Linked DNA regions of Mus musculus: all the other regions are linked to region 3. Evidence: chromatin contacts called from public HiChIP or PLAC-seq and promoter capture Hi-C data. All regions are on one chromosome and are shown on one strand. The core of a region is the stretch at or near the end of the contact, and the rest is flanking DNA. Distances in the headings are between cores, read along the strand shown. Region 1 has its middle 130 kb from the start of Tmem74. Region 2 has its middle 170 kb from the start of Tmem74. Region 3 holds the start of Rspo2 (R-spondin 2). Region 4 has its middle 180 kb from the start of Gm41316.

Region 1 (2,795 bases), core at 248-2,747, 570 kb after region 3:
GTAAAATAGCAAGAGAAGACATGAGCAGTATCAATACAATATCATTACAGAAAATTCAATAGAGCTAATTGGAAAAATTGGAGACAAAAATCCAACACAACAGCAATAAAATTATTTTAAAATCTATGAATCAGTTCAGCAGACTTGCAAGACTTTTATAGGGAAAATTATGTAATTCCACCGAAGTGCATATAATTAAGGTTGAATATGTTTTGGTTAAAGAAATTCAATAGTATAACAATGTTAATAAATTAAAGTCAATCTATAAATTAAATATAACTCCCCAAAATATTTTAATGAAAGCTCTTTTGTAATTCATCTGAAACAGCAAGTATTCATGAATAGCTTTAAAACTGAGTCACAGGAATAATGAGGATAAAAGTCATTAAGGATATTACTCATTTGTTTCATACTTTTGTTTTAGGAAAGAGGGAATGTTAGCCCTTTTTAGCGTTTAAATATTTTTTAGGCATAAATATTCCAAGAATTCAGGCTTGAGAAGACAGTAGTGTCTTTCTGGAATGGATGGGTACTTGCCTTGTGGACCTGTTAGGAGCGGGTGTGGCGGCAGTCCCAAAGGCGCCAGGGACTGTAGCTAAGTCGTATGACTTGCACCTGACTTCCTCATATAAGCCACAAACATCTTGAGAGCTGCGCAGGTGCACCAGGATACCGGTGAATCCAGTTTGATGGAGATATGCCCCTGCTGCCCTGATTAGCTGAAGCTGCGTGCCTGGTGAGGCGGCGTGGCCTGCTGTGCGTGGATGAGAGTATAAAAGGAGTGAGAGGCCCAGGGTTCGGGGGAGAAATAAACAAGAAGAATCAGGACTGAATAAACTGCTGTTAGAAGGACTGGTGGTCGTGTCGTTCTTGCTGGTCGAGAGTGGACACGACATGGACCTTTCTTTTCTCATAGACAGTAGCTAAGATATTGACTGGATGGGAAAAAATGAGAAACCTTATCTTGGCTTCGCAAATGGCTATATCCATTTGTCCAGTCGACTGGAAGTTCTATATTTTGGGAGATTGGTGGACAATCCCCAGCCAGTGTCAATATAATGTTATACATTTTATTCTCATCTGGCTTTATATGTCTATTATCAAGATATGAAGAAATTCAGAGATAATTGTGCATCATGAGCACCATCAACTCTTCAGTTTGAAAGGTGATCCTGAAATTAAAAAAACAACCTAACAGCGGAAAGACATTGCTGCCTGAAAATACTCACACGTTTTAAGTTCTATTTGCTTTCTAATAGCTTTCACATTTTCTTATTTTTGTGTATGTCAAACTGTGGCTATGTCTGTCTGTATGTAGTCATGTCATGTGCCCACAGAGGCCAGAAGAGAGTGTCAGATTCCTGAGAGCTAAAATGCACGAGTTTATGAGCTGGCAAATGTGGGTGCTGGTTTCCGAGATGCAAACTCCTGTCCTTATGATTGAGCAACAAATGCTCTTAACAGCTGATCCATGCCTCCAGTGTCATTTCCAAGCCAAGAATGCTTTCTTGGCTGCAACTCTTAGCTTCTACCCATTTGTTCAGCTTACATTTCTCAATCATACTCCTATGAACCCCGTGTCAGCAGATTTCAAGCTTAAAATTATTCCATGACAGCATTGACTTAGTTTCCCCAAAACCACTAGGCAGAAGTTCAAGAATTCTTCCGTGGTTGTAAGAAGTAACAGAAAAGGAATCAGGTTGTGTGGAAGTCTGTGTACCTGTACTCTAGAGAAACCACGGAGCACACATGGCCAAAAGAATCCATACTTACATGAAAATTACCTTACATTTAGCTATGTGTTCATGAGTTTAAAACAAAAGCAGCAAAGCTTGTGAACACAAAAGAATATTACCTAGTTCGTATACAACCTCTAGACATCTCTCTTGTGGAGAGTTGGCTACCAGGCCAGTATGGCAAGGCAATGCTTTCACTCATGATTTATTTGCTTTACGTCCTGACTCCTGGGGTTTTGACACAGACCTTAAATAGGCCTCCTGACATTCAGTGGAGACGGTGTGGTGTGGGTGCTGAATCTCCCCAAGTAAAATGGCTCATGGGTTCCTTTTCCAGAGACTTCTTAAGACTCTATACACCTCTTCTAGAGCAACAAGTTCTATGTATGAAGGAACTGTGCTTGTTGATGGGTAGCACTATGCTACTTCAAGCCTCAGCACTCTCCCCTTAGACAAGAGTTCAGCTTCTTTCTTCCCTTCCATGACTCTTCACAGAAGGCCCAAATGGCTACAGCATCATCCTTTCTTTTCCTTTGAAATGTTGTGCCCAGTACATCATGAATTGTGAAAAAACACAGTGTTGTCTACTAATCTCCCAGTCACTGGGCAGCCAGATCTCTCTATATTTGAAACCAAGTAGGCAAGTGTGAATGTGCTCTGTCTTCTGAAGAAAGGATTAAGCAACCACAACCTCAGTGGCTTCTTTATCCCCTTAGGAGAGTGGGCACTGTTTTCATAGTAACAAACCACACTTTTTCTGCTCCACAAAATTCTAATGCCGTCAAGTATGGTAAGACAGATGATCCTACTTAAAATGATACTTTACAAAGAAAAACAGATATAACTCAGTAACTGTGCATCTAATTGCCTTAATTGCCTCATTTATCACATGACTTAAGTGAGCTGATGTTTCCTACTTTGCTTCACCCATGTAATTCTTGTAATAGTAGAGCTGAGATGCAGTGCCAGGCATGAGCGAGAAATACTCTCTCCTGAGAAAAGATATCATGGAGTGATGTTGGATTTGGGTTCCAGTTTATTGAAAAATCAATGTCCATT
Region 2 (2,715 bases), core at 136-2,635, 530 kb after region 3:
ATTGTATTGGCATCTTATAAATTGTGATATTATTGATACATTAAATCTGATTGGTTAATTAAGCTTTAAGAGTCTTGATTCTATCGGGTTACTGGGTCTTGTGATATGCAACCTCGAGGTTGGCTATTCCATTTAGTTACTGGAATGTAGGATTGCCGACTACATAGGTTTATGGCTGAGGAAGAACTAGTGGTGCCAGGGACAAGCGCCTGATTGAGGGAGTGTAGTCTGGCGTGCCAGGAGAGTTGGCGAGCCAGCAGGAGCATGGGAGCATAGTCTGGCCCAGCAGAGAGTTGGCGGATTCATTTTTTTAAAAAAAATATTTCCAGAAACACACCCCCACAACATCACCATGAGGACAAGTCCTTGAACTCAGGGATATTTACCGAACAGTAACATCCAACCTTTAGCTACCAGGAGCCAAGACAGAACTCATACCCTCTCAAAACCTGTCCTTATCTGACTCAGCACATCCCCAGCATGGTTGGATTTACTGGGGTTGCTGGCAAGATCAACAGTAGCCTCAATGGTTCCTGTTTCACCTTTCAAGAGGCATCTCAAGATACATTATGACTTCCCTAAAATGGATTATAACTAGCCAGTGAGTAGAATTACAACACAAAGGACCAGTCACTGTGGCCCTGTTCAGGGCAACTCTTACAGGCTCTCTACACTCCAGAGTTTGTGAAGTTGACCAAGGCTTTGTTGGACTAGCCTTGAAGCTTATATTCTTCTGCATGACTCTGATTCTACAACCTTCCTTCCACTGAATGTCATCTCTAATTAAAATCTAACTGCCAAATTTGTTTCAGTATCTACTTCCAGAGAATACAGTTACAACCTACCAGTTGTTAGCTGTATTTCAAACCAGATAATCCACATGCCATATCTCCCTTACGCTTTCATCCACCTGTTATTAGAAACCTGACAATTCTTTCTCCTATTTATTTCTCTGGGTTTCAAGACAGTTCAACTACTGTTCTCATCTTGCTTCCAATGTTCTAGTTTAATTTGCACATTTGTGGCAACCCTGTTCTGGTAAACTTGAAGGTTACACATTTCATTTGCCCAGCAGATACACAAAAGCCATTGTTCTCAATCTCACTGAACTGGAATCTTATAAATCTCATCCCTCTAACTGTCTATTCCTGCAAGAGACACTGCTGCAGATTGCTGCTTATTGCTTAGAATTTTAATTTTATTCAACAGATACTTACAAGCCAAATCTTACTCAATCTGGTATACAAATTCAGAACTCAACTTAGAATTCGACATTATATCAGAAACCTCATGAAGTTTGACATAAGAGAAACTCTGTAAATGTTTGGATATTTAATAAATGAGTAACTGAGGAAGTTAAGTTGTAAACAATGTCTAGTGTTGTCATTTGAACTTCTAGGTCAGTCAGTACTTGTGGCTTCTGGAGTGCTTGTAAAGACTTAAAGGCATCACTCTTAGCTCTTAAAGTTGTCCTTTGTGGCCCTTTCATTATGCTTCATTGTGGAAAATTCATTGTAAAGTTCCTATTGAAATGATTTAGTGTAGTAGTTCAGGTCAGTGGGGAAAGAAAACAGACTGCTACCACAGCACATTCCTTATATCTGTTGCTCTAGTCTGCTGGGATTGAAAAGGTTGTGCAGCACAGACAACTGTGGTCAAGGAGTGACTAAACAAATTTGGGGTCCATCTTTGTGATAAAATGTGGTTTTGTATTAAACTAAACTCTTTATGCCCAGAGATTGATTAAATGATCATTGGAAAAGAATCCCATATGGTTAAATTTAGGCCCTGAAACCATTTCACCCAACAACCCTGTCTGCAACATCTCCCTTTGATTGTGATTTGGATACCTTTTCATTTACTTTAAGCCTTTCCGTCTTAGAATCACCGTCTAAGATTTTCAAATCAATGGCAAGTGGACTATACGGCAAAGTTACTACTTTCCTTATATAAATAGTCCTTTTTAATTATAGAATTTCCACTTAAAAGTGGATTTGTGTGGTCAAGATGTTTTCAGTTTAGGACTGTGCAACAACTGGCTTGTGATTTTTGCTGCAGAACCTGTTCTATTTCCTCTATCCCTTGTATTCCTTGATGTTTCTCTTTGCTGAGGTCATCTGGAAAACAGCAACAGGCTTATAGGCAAGTATACATTGGTCTTTTGTTGGCTTGGAGTATTTAAAAAAGGGGGGGCATCAGCACAGACTATCTATTGCTCTGAGTTTCAATTCTGCTTAACAATCAATTATGGAGTAGTAGCTGTGAGCTATCATTGAAAATGCCTATGCTTTCACTTTTCTAGGAAGTGTGTCTTGGAGTGGGCAGGACTGAAAGGAGTCCTAATCACCATGCTAAGTGCTGTAAGGACAAGCAAAGGAACCTTGAAAAGCACTAACTGCGGTCTGACTGTACACTGATGGTATAGGGCTCCTTTCTGGCTGGGTGACATCAGTTCTTAGAAGAGCAGTAATGACTGACCATCCAAGATACAGAGGTATAAGAGTGCACAAAAAGAAAGGAGCCTTCTCTGGAGGCAGGGCTTTGTGAAATGGAGGAATTCTTTTCTCTTTTTTTAATTTAAATTTTTTAATTACATATTTTCCTCAATTACATTTCCAATGCTATCCCAAAAGTCCCGCACACCCTCCCCCCCCCACTCCCCTACCCACCCATTCCCATTTTTTGGCCCTGGCGTTCCCCTGTACTGGGGCATAT
Region 3 (2,815 bases), core at 210-2,709:
GGACTTCAAGGAAGATGATTAAGAAGACAAAAGGAGAAAACTAGAAAAATGGTGCCACATAAGAAATGTGATCCAAAGAAGAGTTCAGGAGAGGTGGCACAGACTGTGAACCACATGATAAATCCCTGGGCGCTTGCGGGAGGGAAGCCCAGCACATCAAGCTCCCAATGCTTCTAAGGTCCCATCGCACCCACTAGGGACAGAAGGAAGCTTTCTGTGGAGTTCTGTGACCCTGAGAATGGTCAGTGGTAGCCCACACAAAAACTGGGGTGCAGAGCACAGTCCTGTCCCTCGAGTCCCTAAAGCCTAAATGTGAATAAGCACTCCCACCCACTCAGGAACTCCACGCACCTTCAGCCGAGCGCGACCCACCTCGCTTATTGCGTCTCCATCGGTTGCCTTGGCACTGGCTGTAATCCATACAGTTCAGAATGATGAGGGCAAATGAGAAGAGGCAAAAACGCATCTGGACGGTCGGGCTGGGGAGAGACACCTCTCAAAAGTCGAGGAAATGACGGGCTCCTGGAAGGAGACAGTGCGGGTCGCGCTCCTAGGGAGGACTTAGAGACAGATGTCACTGCCCTGCGGCTGCAATGATCAATTTGGCTCGATGAGCATCTCTCCCTCCACGGTGAACCTGGGAGAGGAGGAAAAGAGAAGCTGGGTGGGTGGAGGACTGAGAGAACCCGGAGGAGGTACCTGCACCTTCGCGCCTCTTAGTTTAAAGAAAGGAGGGAGGGAGGACGCGAACTCACTGGCACGATCCACGCAGCAGTTTAACGCAGATGGCACAGCTGCAGGAGACTTGGAGAGGAAGGTGATTACAATCAGTGAATTAGCAACCTCTGCGGAGCACTGCCTTCTGACCCTGGAGAAAGGGCGTTGTGCGAGCTCTGCAGAAGGAAAGGCGCTCTAGAAGCAGCCGAGCGCAGGGCTTTCAAGGGGCGCTCTGAAGCCTTTCGCTCCCCGGATGGGCTATCCCAGCGCCCCAGCACCAGGTGTAGATCGCCTACCGTGCGCTCGCGTCTCTCGGGCTGCACGGCGTGCCTAGGCGCGGCGCTCCATGCCAGGCTCTGGAAGCGAGCCGGGCTGTTTGGTCAGCACGTGGGCTCGGAAAAAGTTTGCGGACACCCGCCGGGAGCTCTTGGCAGCTTTAGGATTCCGCCGGCTGCAGAAGGGTCCGCGGACCCCGAGGGTCCTCGGGGCTGGCGGCGCCTAGCAAAAGCGCGCGGCCGGGCAAGCGCGACCGCAGGCGCTGAGATGCTGGGTCTCCGCCTGCGAGAGCGATTCCTAGTCGAGGGGCGCGTCCACTCTCTTCTTGGTGTCCGGGTCCAGTCGCTGCTCCCAGGGCTCTCTCCACCACCACTTCGCAGCTGAAGTTTCTCGCTGCCTGAGCTAAGGGAGACAGAACACTGCCCGGAGGCCGAAGGGATGTAGCCAGCGCACTTTCCGATGGAGATGCAGACAAGCTAAGGCTCGGGATGCTTCTATAAGTAGGTGGTGCTGTGGTCCAAGACATCTAAAGCCAGGCTGCCTCAGAGTTCCTGGGTCCTAAAGCCAGAAACGCTCGGGTTTCCCTGAGGTCCTAAAGAGTACTGACGGCATGCAGAGAGCTTCGTGTAAGAAAAATAATGCTCACCCGGCTTTCCCAGAGGGATGGTCTAAACTGAAGAGCACCTAGGGTGAGCGATATGGCCTGCCCTTGCTGTTCACACCCAAGGTGTCCTCTCGGGAACAATGGAGTCGATTCCCACCTCACCAATTAGCCTTTCTCCAGAAGAATTTGATGGGGAACTGAAGGTACCTTCTACTTTCCTCCTGAGTGCCAGGATGAGACTGCTGCTTCTGAAAAAACACTTCAGCCTTTAAAAAAAAAAAAAAAACAAGAAGACAAACCTCTGCCCTTTTCCCAAAATTTAAATCCTAGCCCTGCTCTGAAGGCAGACGTCCCCAGAAATTGAAACGCATGCTCAGTTTAAGGAGTAAGTTTAGTATTTCCCATTGCCTTTACCTTTCCACACAGCTGTTTTTTTTCCTTTACTTTATTTTTTTCCCAACAGATTTCACAAACATATGTGATACTTTGCAATACTCAAAAAATTGGGAGCTTTCTTCTTCAGAAATCGAATGTTTACCACTAGTTTGTTTTGTTCTTAATCTTTACCCCTCCTTTGTTTCCCAAGGTCTGAATTAAACTTCAAATGCCCTGAGTTGGAGAACTACTTACTATATCACTCATTAAAAACATTAGGTGCTACCAATTTTAATCTAGTGAAATCGTCTGCCATACATTCACTGCTATTGGGAATAATGTATTTCCTCTTTGAACAGAAGATAAGAATCTATAATGTTAGACTTGGCAATATAGGGAAATAATGTATGTCTTCTTTGAGCAAAAGATAAGAATCTATAATATTAGACGTGGCAATATAGACGTCTCTTTAAATGTGTTACTAGGCACGTTGTTACTGTAGCTTTTTAGTGGCTGTTGGTTGGTTTTATTTTTGAGATTGGGTTGTAGCCCAGGCCAACCTGGAACTCATCCTAGTAAGGCTGACCTAGAATTCCCAATCCCTCTGCCTCCACCACCTAAGAGCTAGGATTACAAACACATGCCCAGCCCAGGCTCCTTAATAACATTTTGTACTATTTCAATTCTCCCTTTTGTTCCTTCAGTTTCTGCATGGGCTCAGAAATTTGAACTGAAGAATCATATAGAAGTAATGGGGGCTTTAATAGCCATGTTTATTAATCACTCCACTATTTGGCTGTGATATTTCTGTTCTAGGAATTGGGGTCCCTGAGAACGACTAAG
Region 4 (2,860 bases), core at 316-2,815, 510 kb after region 3:
TGTTTATATCATTCCACAAGGTCTTTGAACAAGCGTGACCATTCTTTCAAAGTGGGAAGACCTGTGGCCACAATAGTCTAGATGTTCAATCAGGAAGTAAAATAATAGACATAGAGTCATAGAGTATGTTCCAACTAGCCAAGTTTGGCACTGATCCTAGATAAATAAAATGTCAAGTTAATAGCCACAATGAGAAGAAGAACACTAAGATCCAATATGCCCAAAGTCCATCTTTGGAGTTCTGACATGAGGTTATGGTTTAAATAGAAGTCAAAGTTTATGAAAACAAAACAAAACAAAACAAAACAAAACAAAACAAAATAAAACAAAACCCAACAATCAACCAAACAAAATCTAACTAAGCAGTTTTGCCAAGGTGGCTCCTGCATATCATTGTCTGTGCTCTAAGTCTCTCCAAGGCCATCTGACAATCAGTGATCCAGTATCCTACTTTAAGAAACTTTGGCTTTAGATCAGGCAAGCCATTAATCAGGTCAAGGTAAACCTTGTTACCATAATTATAAGGAGGCAGGATAAGTTATTAAAATATTCATTTATGTATCTATATTTCTTCTTACTTACTTTTTAAAGGAGAGAGTTTGGTCTTTAGCAGTTTTTGGCATGGTATTTTTCAAAGTGTAGGGTAAATCTTTGAGTTTAGATTTTTTTTTATATAAATACTTAATATTGCATCTCAAACAGCTTGCACCAGGTGTCCCAGTGGCTAGGAGATTGTTTTTGAGTTCCAGGAGAAAGAGGAATTTTGGCTAATGAAAAGAAATGTTTAGTTTATAACTAGAATTATATGATTAGATGGTTAGTTTGACTTTGTTAAGGTAATTTCCTAGGTACAATTAATAATTTAAGAGACGCATCAAAAGAGGATGGCCTTGGGCATGAGAGCTCTGAGACATACTAGTCTTATTCCCAACACACAGGAATTCTAGAGCTCAACAATCAGACATGCAGGGACTATACAAGATGGAGAAAGTAAAGGAAATCTCAGAGATCCTCAGTAATAAGTAATAAGTGTCATGCTTTGGTTGGTGGAACAGGTTCAGAAACATCTATTTAGAATAGAGTATGACATACCATCATGATAAGACCCTGATCAGATGATTAAACATTTTGCATATAGTTTTGTATTTGAAAGATGAACATAATATTAATTTCTACATCTTGTGGTTGTCCTGAAGATGTAATAAATTATCCCAGGGTCCTAACATGCGAAAATTCAACATTAGTGACCACATGAGCATTAGTCAGTTTGTGTGGGTGACTATCACAAGATTGAGTTTCAAACAGGCAAGAATGTGTCCTTTAGTGCATATTCTCCTAGGAGGCTTAGAGTTTTTAAAGAATCCCCTACAACCCCAGAATTTGTTAAATTGTGATCTCAGGGGTGACTAACTCAGATTCTGTACACTTACTTAGTATACTATGAGTGACAGTTTTAACACTAAAATTGAATTGCTCTCAGGATATTTAGGCATTGGCTAGCTTTGTTGCTCTTGCAATTTGGTCCTGTCTATTCGTTTCTATCCTTCATGACTCAGGTTATAAAAATAGCTTTATCTGACCTAGGGGAAATCACAGCACACCTCCTTCCTCCACTCAATGTGTGAACCACAGAATATTCCTTGACAAAAACACGGGGTGGGGTTCCCTTGCTTATTTCATCATATTAAACATATGTCCATTTCATTTAAATTGGGATTATAGCTGACTTTCTTGGTTACAGCACACACAGCATACTTTTCCCAAAAAAGCTCTGGTTCTTGTAACTTACCATTTCTTTTTTGATTTTTTTAATTCCACTAGCAGTTTGGAGTGATCTGCTTACTTGTGTTGTATCTCTGTTTCAGTCTTCAGTACTGAGTCACCTAATTTCAGAAATCTTTGCCTTTGCTTTATGTCTTAGAAGCAATCAGGCAGCCCCAAAAGGCCTTCCTGGAAGCGTCCCAAAATATCTCAGCTTTTATTTTGGTTTTAGTTTGATAAAAAATTACAGGCAAGTTGGCCTTGGGTTCTTAATTTTGACTGGCCACCCAACTGAACACTGCCTTAGAGATCTGCTGTTAGGATCTTTGGCAGAAGTCTGTAAATAACTTAAATTTCACACAACCAATTTGTTATACCAAGGCTCATAAATTGCAATTTTTTATTTAAAGGAAAAATTTTCTGTGACCTATATTTAGGATGACTATTTTCTTTTGTCCCATTTTTATCTTAGCAATGAACTGTGGGTCCCAGTGTAGAAATACAAATAGGTAAAGCATTGGTGATTCATTAAGTAAGAAAACAGTAATTTAGAAGCTTATAGAATATTTGCCAATATATCTATTATACTTCTACAGAGAGAATGTATTGTTATATCACAAAACAAACAAAGATAACCAAGATCAATTTTCTTTTTTAACACAGTTTGAAAAAGTACCTGTGGAAGGCAAACTGAGCTTCTCATTCCCCAGATATCAGAAACAGTAGATATCTAACTACAAAAATGTTCTAAATTAAAGATTTGGAATTGAGATTATCTTGGATTCTCTTGCTCCATTAATGATAATCATAGGGGGATAGGAGAGTTAGAATCAAAGTTACCAGTTTAAAATCGTCAACCCTCTCTCTGACTTCTTTAGTTTCCATTAGATTTATGACTTCTAGGACTGTAAGGTAATAAATTTGTGTGGTTTTAAGCCACTAAGTTTGTTGTAATAAATTACAGGAGCAATATGAAACTAATATACTATGCAAGATCATCAAGTTGCCAGAAAACTGGCCAAGTGACCACAACCACATGTCAGAAGCCACTGTAGATTATCTATGTTGGCCCAAACCAGCAGAACCAATCAGGCTGTCC

The links. Promoter capture Hi-C pulls out the DNA fragments that hold promoters and counts their contacts. HiChIP or PLAC-seq counts read pairs in DNA pulled down with a chosen protein or histone mark.
Region 1: a promoter capture Hi-C map of hippocampal neurons shows a contact between it and region 3, with 5 times the contacts expected there. The contact joins the enhancer-like site here to the promoter of Rspo2 in region 3. A contact is called at or near these places in 11 of 39 promoter capture datasets (the 3T3-L1 cell line, 3T3-L1-derived adipocytes, cranial neural crest and 6 more) and 1 of 9 other capture datasets (adipose tissue).
Region 2: a promoter capture Hi-C map of hippocampal neurons shows a contact between it and region 3, with 4 times the contacts expected there. The contact joins the enhancer-like site here to the promoter of Rspo2 in region 3. A contact is called at or near these places in 8 of 39 promoter capture datasets (the 3T3-L1 cell line, embryonic stem cells, frontonasal cranial neural crest and 4 more), 2 of 115 datasets of contacts at active chromatin or transcription factors (embryonic stem cells and stem cell-derived neural progenitor cells) and 1 of 9 other capture datasets (adipose tissue).
Region 4: an H3K4me3 HiChIP or PLAC-seq map of craniofacial prominence shows a contact between it and region 3, with 6 times the contacts expected there. The contact joins the enhancer-like site here to the promoter of Rspo2 in region 3. A contact is called at or near these places in 5 of 39 promoter capture datasets (the 3T3-L1 cell line, cranial neural crest, embryonic stem cells and 1 more), 3 of 115 datasets of contacts at active chromatin or transcription factors (craniofacial prominence, embryonic stem cells and stem cell-derived neural progenitor cells) and 1 of 9 other capture datasets (liver).

What each region holds. Positions count from the first base shown.
Region 1 is chr15:43,734,439-43,737,233 of GRCm38.p6, forward strand. No RefSeq gene overlaps it. Among named protein-coding and RNA genes, the nearest start is that of Tmem74, 130 kb to the right of the region's middle. Within about 2 kb of position 1,498, at least 14 of the 459 cell types and tissues checked have an H3K27ac peak or open chromatin away from gene starts, as enhancers often do. A contact at or near this core is called in adipose tissue, where this site is marked.
Region 2 is chr15:43,701,171-43,703,885 of GRCm38.p6, forward strand. No RefSeq gene overlaps it. Among named protein-coding and RNA genes, the nearest start is that of Tmem74, 170 kb to the right of the region's middle. Within about 2 kb of position 1,386, at least 9 of the 459 cell types and tissues checked have an H3K27ac peak or open chromatin away from gene starts, as enhancers often do. A contact at or near this core is called in hippocampal neurons, where this site is marked.
Region 3 is chr15:43,169,359-43,172,173 of GRCm38.p6, forward strand. It overlaps Rspo2 (R-spondin 2), which reads right to left and starts at 1,460. Exons shown (of 6, transcript NM_001357956.1): 1 at 1,014-1,460; 2 at 373-637. The coding sequence starts at 466.
Region 4 is chr15:43,683,131-43,685,990 of GRCm38.p6, forward strand. No RefSeq gene overlaps it. Among named protein-coding and RNA genes, the nearest start is that of Gm41316, 180 kb to the left of the region's middle. Within about 2 kb of position 1,566, at least 20 of the 459 cell types and tissues checked have an H3K27ac peak or open chromatin away from gene starts, as enhancers often do.